Linked DNA regions of Sus scrofa: all the other regions are linked to region 1. Evidence: chromatin contacts called from public HiChIP or PLAC-seq data. All regions are on one chromosome and are shown on one strand. Each heading gives the region's core, a stretch centred on a gene start, on an enhancer-like site or on the middle of the called end of the contact. The rest is flanking DNA. Distances are from core to core; before and after follow the strand shown. Region 1 has its middle 13 kb from the start of GPR137B. Region 2 overlaps HEATR1 (HEAT repeat-containing protein 1). Region 3 overlaps EDARADD (EDAR associated death domain).

Region 1 (2,875 bases), core at 132-2,631:
AGTGGTTAACAAATCCTACTAGGAACCATGAGGTTGTGGGTTCCATCACTGGCCTCCCTCAGTGGCTTAAGGATCCAGCGTTGCTGTGGCTCTGGTGTAGGCCATTGGCTACAGCTCTGATTAGGCCCCTAACCTGGGAACCTCCACATCCTGCAGCCCTAAAAAGACAATGAATAAATAAATAAACAAACAAACTGGATTATCTCCCAAAGGCCCCACCACCAAGTACTAGCACACACACTGAGGGGTAGGACCTCCACTTTGAATTTGGGGGGACACTATTCAGTTCATTGTAGCACCAATAAAAGGAAGGAAGGGGAAAGCCCAGGAAAGGGGCTCAGGTGAGCTGGGGAGAAGGAAAGTCATAGGTGCTGAGATGCAGCTTGAGGGAGCCTGTGGGTAGGTGAACATCTATTCCCCTTTGCCCACAACAAGAGCACAAAGCCACACCGTGGCCACAGCAGCCTTGGCCTGACCAACAAGTGCTGACTCAGCAAGTCTGGGCCTCAGGAGCACTGCCAGCCTTCTGCTTTGCAAGCTCGACAATCAAGCTGTGATGCCCATGGCAGGGCAGTCAGAGCCCCCCAACCCGCTCAGGGCATGCAGCCTGAACCCTCTCCCAGCAGCGAGCTGGAGACATGGGGCCCCAGAGCAGGAGGCAGGTCACTGCATGCCCGGTGCTCAGCTGCTGGGGCAAGGGATGGGTCGGTCTGGGCTCCATCTGGGGTGGATAAGGGCTGTGCCTCATTGATTTAGTTTTTTGGGGTTTTTTTGTTTGTTTTTGCCTTTTTAGGGCTGCACCTGTGGCATATGGAAGTTCCCAGGCTAAGGGTCAAATCAGAGCTGCAGCTGCCAGCCTACACTACATTCATAGCAATGCCAGATCCGAGCCACATCTGAGACTTACACCGCAGCTCACAGCAACAGCAGATCCTTAACCCACTAAGATCAGGGGTCAAACCTGAGTCCTCATGGATGCTATTCGGGTTTGTTTCTACTGAGCCACAATGGGAACTCCTGTGTCTCACTGATTTAGATATAGCCTTGCGGATAGGGATGGCTCTTCCTGTCCACACTAAGTGATCACCCTCCTAGGGCTAGTGTGAACCCAAAATAAAATAATGCACAGGAGCTCTTAGCCCTGGATCTGGAAGAGCCCAGCCATTGGGAGTGGCAATAGGCGCCCATGCTGACGATTCCCCAATGGGTATAGTGGCCTGGGAGCTGTCTTCATATCAGTGGTGAAGGGGTTGTGCTAGCCTGTCCATCTCCTCTTATCTGGTTCCCTGTTACAACAAACGTGACTCAGCTGCAGGTGGCCCTGACATGAGCAGACACTTGGGAGCTGTGTCATTCCCCAGCTCCGGGACTGAGGGTCACGAGGTTAAAACGGAAGGAGAAGTGAATGTATCGACTTAGGGAGGCTCAAGAGACCAGCAGAAACTAGGAGTGTGAACAGCAGGAGAAAAGCTTGGCCAACAGCTAAATGGAGAGCACAGCTATTACAGGGTGTGTTGGCCATGAGCACAGACAGCAGGCAGGTTAAGGATCATCCCCAGGAGGTCAGAACATGAGGCGGTGGGGGTGGGGAGGGCCAAGGATGGAAATAGACTGAAGGAAAACCAGACAAGCAAACCAACAACCACAATCATTTTAAAGATGTTTGAATAAAACACTTTCATGCCTAGTATTTCATTCATTCCTAAGCCCATCCCCCATTAACAGATAACATTGTTCTAATGAGTGATGCAAGGTTCAGAGAGGCTAGGGGCCTTCCCTAAAGGTGCACAGCACACCTAGGGCAGAGCCAGCCGGGGAAGTCCCATATTTAGCCCTGAGCCACACGCATTGCTGCCCAGAGATCACGGGGATGACCCACCCCCACTGGCTCAGGGTGAGACCACGACAGCCCATTCCATGGGCTCTGTGGCCCCAGCGGTGGCCTTTGGAGCTGGTGGCTTTATGACCCATCACGTCCGCCTGTCCTTTGATGTGCAGCCAGGCACTGCCCTCTGGTCAGCTCAGTGAGGGTGGCAAGCCCAGGGCACCAGCTCTGTTCCACTTCGATAAAGCTGCTTCAGTGACCGCCCTGCAGAGGGGTTTAACCACAGTGCTGTTCTGGATTCGGTCTGGGTCGGGATCCCACGTGATGCTGCAATAGAGGCTGTGAGGATATCTCGATGCTGCCACCTGTGAACATGACCGAACTCAACTCAGGGAGTGAGGGACAGACCACGGATGTCCCCAGAGATGCTGATGCAACATGACAGAGACCTGGGTCTCGAGGAGCCCCAGACATGGGGACATCTGACAGGGGGAGCCCAGGCAGAGGGAGGCGCAACCTCTGGTAGAGAATCTGAGCTGTGTCACTGGCGGGGAGGCTTGGGGACAGTGGTGGCTCTGGTGGGAGACTGTCTGGGGCCCCCAGGGGTGAGAGAGGTCCTGGGCCTCTGGAACACACCCCAAACCATGGGGGCCGCAGGGAGAGAGAGCCAGCAGCCATGGACCAGGTACCACTGAGTGAAGATCTTACTCTTTAGAGACTATTTGTCAGGATCCTCTGAGCTGCAAATGTTGGAACCATCTCCATTACCTTAAGCACAACAAGGTGAGCGGAGGAGTCGTCCAAGCCCTGGGCTGGCAGAGGTGGGGCCGGCACAGAGGGACGGGGCGGGGCGGGGGGTGGGGGGAAGGTGAGACTCCAGACAGGCATCTTCTCCATCTCCTCAGGGTCAGCCTCTCAGGCAGGGCCGTGGCTGCTGCAGCTCAGCAGACACACCTTCAAGGAGCAGGCCAGGAGGGCGTGTCCATCCCACCCCAGGCATGGCTGAGAGCTGGGGTCGGTGCTGACTGGCCCCCACTTCTGGGCAGAGAT
Region 2 (2,875 bases), core at 103-2,602, 320 kb before region 1:
TCTAGACCCTTCTTGCCTTTTACAACCCTCCCAACATCCCCTCCTCTACCAATGGGGATGGTGGTTTGAGTTTTGTTTTGTTTTTTGTTTTTTTAGTTTGGCAAGACTCAGCATAATAAATTAACATGAAAAGAATTGTTTTCTACACTGAGTACTGTTTAAAAGTAAGATTGGTAACAATATTTTTTGCAATATGGGGATACAAATAAACCTAGCCCAAAACTTAGGAAAATATTCCCAAATCCTGGCAGAATTCAGCCTAGCACACTTTAATACGATAAAATGATCTGACTGAGCTTCTGCAATTTCCTGTAACAAGATCTGACCTGTAAGAATTCTACAAAGAACTTCTGCCAACTCACTTCAAAGAATAATAGAAAAAAATCACAGAAATGCGACAACTTAACTTGCTGATACAGGTTTGATTTTAATCACTTAAAACAGTGTTTTGATCTCAGTCCCTGAGGACGATGGACTCGTCTTTAGAAGAGCAGAGGCAGTGCTGGGTCGCATGCAGTCGACAGCAGCAGGCGTTTACGCTGCTTCTGCTTTGCTGGTCTCAGCTGGTATATTTTACCTTCTGATAGGGCCCGTTTTATAAAGTCATTAAATCTAATCTTGACATTGCTGTGTTACCCGCAAACATTCTACAAATTAAATTCATCCTGCATCTACCGTACTTTTTGTAGCGTATGTGCCGAACTTTGATTCAACCAACATTCTAAAGCAACCATTTACTGGTACAGAAACCAGTGGCCTCGAGATTGACATCAACACCACTGTGGTTCATCTCCACACAATTTGGTTTGGTTTTGCTTTGTTTTTTTGCCTTAATTTTTGTTAATTACTTGGTAATACTTACAGCTAGTAGAGCTAGATATTTATTATGCTAATGAAAATCGCCAGATTTAAGTCACTGTCAATCCTTTGAGTTACGGGATCTCCTGGAACCCTGGGTTGAGAGCCAGCACTGGAAGAGAAGTAGTGTCACCTATAAATTAGTGTCCTTTGAAGTCCCTGGTGAGATGGTGTAGTACCTGAAATAAAATGGTGGAGCAGTGGCAAAGCACAGAAGGTTCTGAGCTCAACGGAACAAAACAGAGAGGTTTCATGCACCGCTGTCTGTCCCCAGCTGGTGAAAGATTAGTGCTCAATGCAGGGCGGCTGCTGTGTCACAGGAGGCACTTAGTAAATACTTGAATGTGAAGTGGGTTTAAAGAGAGGCCAGGGTGGCGGGGGGGGGGGGGGGGGGAAGAGCAGAAAGGCCTGTTATAATAATGACTGTAAGCTGTTGCTTCCCATTTCCTCATTCTGCACTAGACAGAGCCACACTGCATGGTGAGGACTGAGGATACCGGGAGGACTCGGTTATGATTTTGCAAGCTTGTTCTAACAATATACAGAAGCCGTGTGGTGGTAGTGAGATGCACTGTAACAAGGCCAGTGTTACGAAGTCATTCTGTATTTCAGTTTTAGCAGCAGTCGTGCCAGCTACCAGTTTCTTACTTCCAGTAAGTGGATGTCGCCATCGATCTCCAGCGTGTCAATATTACTGAGCTCTCTGAATCTGTGTTTGTACTCCAGGCTATGTACACCATTTATTGCAACCTTGAACTCTCTAACATCACAATAAATTATCATCTGCAAGGAAGCATAATACACACATTAGTGTTTGCCCTGGGTTTCAAGGTTTTTGTTTCCTGCACACAAATAGAGGGGTAAGACCATTTGCTTGACTCACAGCCTAATCCTGCAAACTTCCCTGCCGAGAGCTCTCAGACCCTAACCTGACCCAAAGTGTATCTGGTTAATTGCTGCCTTGTCCCACTCAGGGAAGTGACTCTTACAGGCATGGAACCTCACACTGTCCCCAGGGCCTGCTGACCTTTCTGCACCCTCTCCTGCCCCCTGCTCCTGGGAAAGTAGAGAGTTGCCCCCCTCAGCGACATTTGGGAACTCCATAGATGAGAAAGTGGCCAGCATCGTGATTCTCATTCACAGGGGAGCTCGTTCCCACTGAAAGGCTGAGAACCAGGGGACCTGGGTCCAGACTTTGTGGCCTCAAACTCTAGGGCCTCGGGCGCTCAGACAATACGAAGCTTCCAAACTTGCAGGCATCTGCCAGGGACTGTACCACGGCCTCCCACCCGGCTCAGCACATCTTGTCTCTTTCTCAAAAGCTCTTCAAAGCCCAGCGCTGTAAAAATCCATGGGCAGCTAGCCTGCTAGCCTGCTGGCCGAGGTTCATCACTGATGTCAGTTCACAGAAGAAACCGCTTCCTCTTCCATCACTCGTACACCTAAACCTCAAACTTCCAGTCTGGCCACCAAGGTGCCACCTGTTTCCACCCTCAGTGGAAAGGCCAGTGGGTGGGCATGACTGCTCCCCACCTCCACTGTGGCTTCCACGGAGTGGGGTCGGGGGAGCACTGCCTCCTCCAACCTGGCCCCCTCCCCAGAGGCCAGGCTGAGGCACAAAATCTGAATCTGTGAAGTAGCAAAGCAAGTGTCTCTTCTCTTTTGACAGGACTGGTGGGGCTGGCCGCTGGGGAGGGCTCAGGAAGAGGAGGACATTCCATGGATAACAGTGACAGCTGACACAAGTTAAAGGCTCTAGGGCTACATGGAGAACTGGGAGAGAATCCATCACAGGGTGATAGGCCCACCACAGCGGTGGGAATCATCCCAGCTTCAGCCAGCTGGGAGGGACCTTTGGTGATGGACACTGGACACAGCCTCATGCTCTGAAGGGAAGACAAGCTGGCATTAGGTGGACACAGTGGCAAAGAGTCAGTTATCCACACTCAGCAGAGCAAGTGCGGAGCCAGCGCCTGACAAACAGAAACGTGAAGGCGCTGGCCTGGTAGACTGAGAG
Region 3 (2,875 bases), core at 102-2,601, 270 kb before region 1:
TTAGTCAAGAATTTATACAGAATACTCCCAAGTTGGACAGAGTGCCTTAATTTTTTACACCCAAAGCCAAAACCAAACGGCACCTTTACAAAATTCTGAAGTAAACCAAGGCTTCTCTCTTTTTGACCCCCAAAACAACCCATCTCCCCTACAGCAAACTCTCCCATCTCCCACGCTCTCCACAGTCAACCATCAAATAAGAACACTGGTTGTTCTTTGGACCCAATTTCTCATTCAGTTTAAAATCCAAATTTTGATTTTTAATGCATAGCTTTCCTCCTAGCATCACCGTTAAAAGATTTCTGAGTCTTGGGTAAAGGGCTGTGTAGTGTTACAGGGTTCTGTTTTAAGCTGGGGTAGTGGGTACCAGAGGGAGTTACAGTTCACCCACTGGCCAGGTAATTTCTATTTCTTTCTGAACCGAGCTTCCTCTTGGGATGAAACATTTGGCCTGATATAAAAAGATGTAAAAGTGCACATTAATTTTTTAAAAGCAGTGGGTACCAAAAGAGCCTCCTGTGTCCTCCATCACCTCCCCCCACCGTGGTCCCCACGACCCTGCGAAATCCCTGACTCTCCTCCCAACATCCATCCGTTTTCATATTTCTTTCCAAAACACTCAAGCAGACATCTCTGCCGGTGCACAGCTTACACAAGGGTTTGCATAAGGAGGACGGCACACGTGTTCTGGAGGGTATTGCCACACAATGCCAACAGCTTGTGAATCCACCTAGTCCTTTACAGCCAAAAAAGTAACAGACAAAAGGGTAACTTCTTTCTGTTGCTTTCTTCTAAGCCAGTGGGAGGGCCATGGATCATAAAGGATCTTGTGGATGGTGACTGGTTGAGGCCATCCACAATCTTAGCTCCGACGGCAACCTTCAGGATTTAAGGGAGAGGAAACTTTTATTTTCACCCCGGCATGAATCCAAGTGACGGTAGCTTTGGCCCCGGTCCCTATAAGGAGCCTACCGCACCCTGTCCCCAGTTTCAGATTCAAATATTAAATTAAAACATGTGCAACACTAAAGGAAAATCCGCCACCCAGAACACACCCCATCCCTCCACAAAAGCACCAGGTGTGGGGAAAACCAAGGTCCACTGTTCCACATGCTCACCCTAAACTTAAAAAAGAACAGATTCAAGTCACTCCTTAACCTGGGCTTGTTTCAAAGTCCGGGGAGGCCAACAAGAAGGAGCCGGGGTCTAGACGTTCCGGGGGTGGTCTTCACGGCTCCTCTTGGGCCACTCCTCGTCCACCCACCTGCGCAGGACCTTCTCCACGTCGGCCCTGTGGTAGAGCCTGCAGAGCTCCATGAGCTGGCCCACCGTCCTCTGGCTGTTCCGGAGCAGGAACTCCAGGGTGGGGCTCTGCGGCCGCTGCTCCAGGAAGCACAGTTCATCGTAGGGCATGCCCCACTTGCTTGCAAAATTCCTCCAGTTTTTGACCGTCGGGTGACAGGGATCCAGCTTTATCCTGATCACGTCTAGTAAGTCCTGGTCGTTGAGCAAGTCGCTGATGGTAGGGGCCCGGAGCGAGCAGGAGGAACAGGTACACTTCTTGGCGCAGGGCTCGACCTTGCTTAGATCTGCAGGAACAAAGGACACAGCCCACTGTGTCAGCAACAGGCCCAAGACGTGTGTGTGTGTGTGTGTGTGTGTGTGTGTGTGTGTTCATCTCTTCCATCCTTTACTTTCCCGCTGAAGGGTAAGCAGCGTCAGTGTCGGTGGGTATCTCACAGAGGACTACACGCAATATTCATTTCTACATACGCACCAATAACATGCTGTTCTTGTCCTGTTTTGTTTTGTTTTACAACCACACTGCGGCATATGGAGGTTCCCAGGCTAGGGGTCAAATTGGAGCTGTAGCCACCGACCTACATCACCTACATCACAGCCACAGCGCCAGATCCCAGCTACATCTGCAACCTACACTGCAGCTCACGGCAACGTCAGATCCTTAACCGATTGGGCGGGGCCAGGGACCAAACTGGCGATCTCATGGATACTAGTTGGGTTTGCTACTGCTGAGCCACAATGTCCTGTGTTCTTGATGGCCAAGGGCAGTTGCTTTGCTGAAAGCTGTGGCCAGATTTTACAAAGCCAGTTTTCCTTCCTTTCTGAGACTCTATGTCCTGTGCTGTGGGGATGTGAGACTGTGAAACTGCTGCCAGAACGAGGGCTCCGGGGGCAGATGGCCAGGCAGCAGGGAGGGTGTCAGACACCGCCGTCCCATGAGAAAGCCGTGCATCCTTACCCGCACCTCAACCTTTACCCCTTCCAAGTCACAAGTCAGCCCTGACAGCTTTTTAATGCCAAGCGCAGCCTGTTAGGGTGTAAAGGATTTGCACAAGTCTTTGAAGGGTCTCTTAAAAAAAAAATACACACCCTAAAAACTGGAATATCCACTCTACTCCATATGTGTATTTGAAAATGAGTGATAACTGATAATGCCAGAACACTTACTTTTTAAATTTAGGGCCATCTTATCATCACTTTGCCTTTATCTGTGTTTTCCTCACCTAGTGGGGCTGCCTTTGAAGTGGAGCCAGCGCCCTGAGGTGTGTGAGCTGGGCTGGGCCAGCAGGTGGCTTGGGCTCAGCCTTGCCTAGAAGAGCAGCTCCAGCGTGGAAGGAGGGCTCCCTTCCCCATCAGCCATCTTGGGCCTCGATGTAGTACTTGGAGGCATGTTAGCAGGAGGATGAAGTTGGTAGGTAAGCGGTGAGTAGGTCAGAGGTAAGAAGTTAGCAGGGAAGAGGCAAACTAGTTATACTACAGCTGAGTCTGTATAGCATGGTAACCCCAGCGACCTAGATTCTGCAATAGCACTGGACCTCCTGTCTCCCCTGACCAGGAACATTAACAGCCAAAG

The links. HiChIP or PLAC-seq counts read pairs in DNA pulled down with a chosen protein or histone mark.
Region 2: an H3K27ac HiChIP or PLAC-seq map of alveolar macrophages shows a contact between it and region 1. The contact joins two enhancer-like sites. A contact is called at or near these places in 1 of 47 Hi-C or Micro-C datasets (epiblast stem cells) and 1 of 2 datasets of contacts at active chromatin or transcription factors (alveolar macrophages).
Region 3: a contact with region 1 is called in an H3K27ac HiChIP or PLAC-seq map of alveolar macrophages. The contact joins two enhancer-like sites. A contact is called at or near these places in 1 of 5 promoter capture datasets (liver), 20 of 47 Hi-C or Micro-C datasets (adipose tissue, alveolar macrophages, blood and 12 more) and 2 of 2 datasets of contacts at active chromatin or transcription factors (alveolar macrophages and skeletal muscle).

The regions. Positions count from the first base shown.
Region 1 is chr14:55,193,335-55,196,209 of Sscrofa11.1, forward strand. No RefSeq gene overlaps it. Among named protein-coding and RNA genes, the nearest start is that of GPR137B, 13 kb to the left of the region's middle. Within about 2 kb of position 1,382, at least 7 of the 83 cell types and tissues checked have an H3K27ac peak or open chromatin away from gene starts, as enhancers often do. A contact at or near this core is called in alveolar macrophages, where this site is marked.
Region 2 is chr14:54,870,194-54,873,068 of Sscrofa11.1, forward strand. It overlaps HEATR1 (HEAT repeat-containing protein 1), which reads left to right. Exons shown (of 46, transcript XM_021073757.1): 46 at 1-680. LGALS8 (galectin 8) reads right to left here. Exons shown (of 9, transcript NM_001142827.1): 9 at 1,491-1,641. The coding sequence ends at 1,492. Among named protein-coding and RNA genes, the nearest start is that of LGALS8, 17 kb to the right of the region's middle. Within about 2 kb of position 1,353, at least 5 of the 83 cell types and tissues checked have an H3K27ac peak or open chromatin away from gene starts, as enhancers often do. A contact at or near this core is called in alveolar macrophages, where this site is marked.
Region 3 is chr14:54,926,085-54,928,959 of Sscrofa11.1, forward strand. EDARADD (EDAR associated death domain) reads right to left here. Exons shown (of 6, transcript NM_001243663.1): 6 at 1-1,589. The coding sequence ends at 1,207. Among named protein-coding and RNA genes, the nearest start is that of LGALS8, 38 kb to the left of the region's middle. Within about 2 kb of position 1,352, at least 1 of the 83 cell types and tissues checked has an H3K27ac peak or open chromatin away from gene starts, as enhancers often do. A contact at or near this core is called in alveolar macrophages, where this site is marked.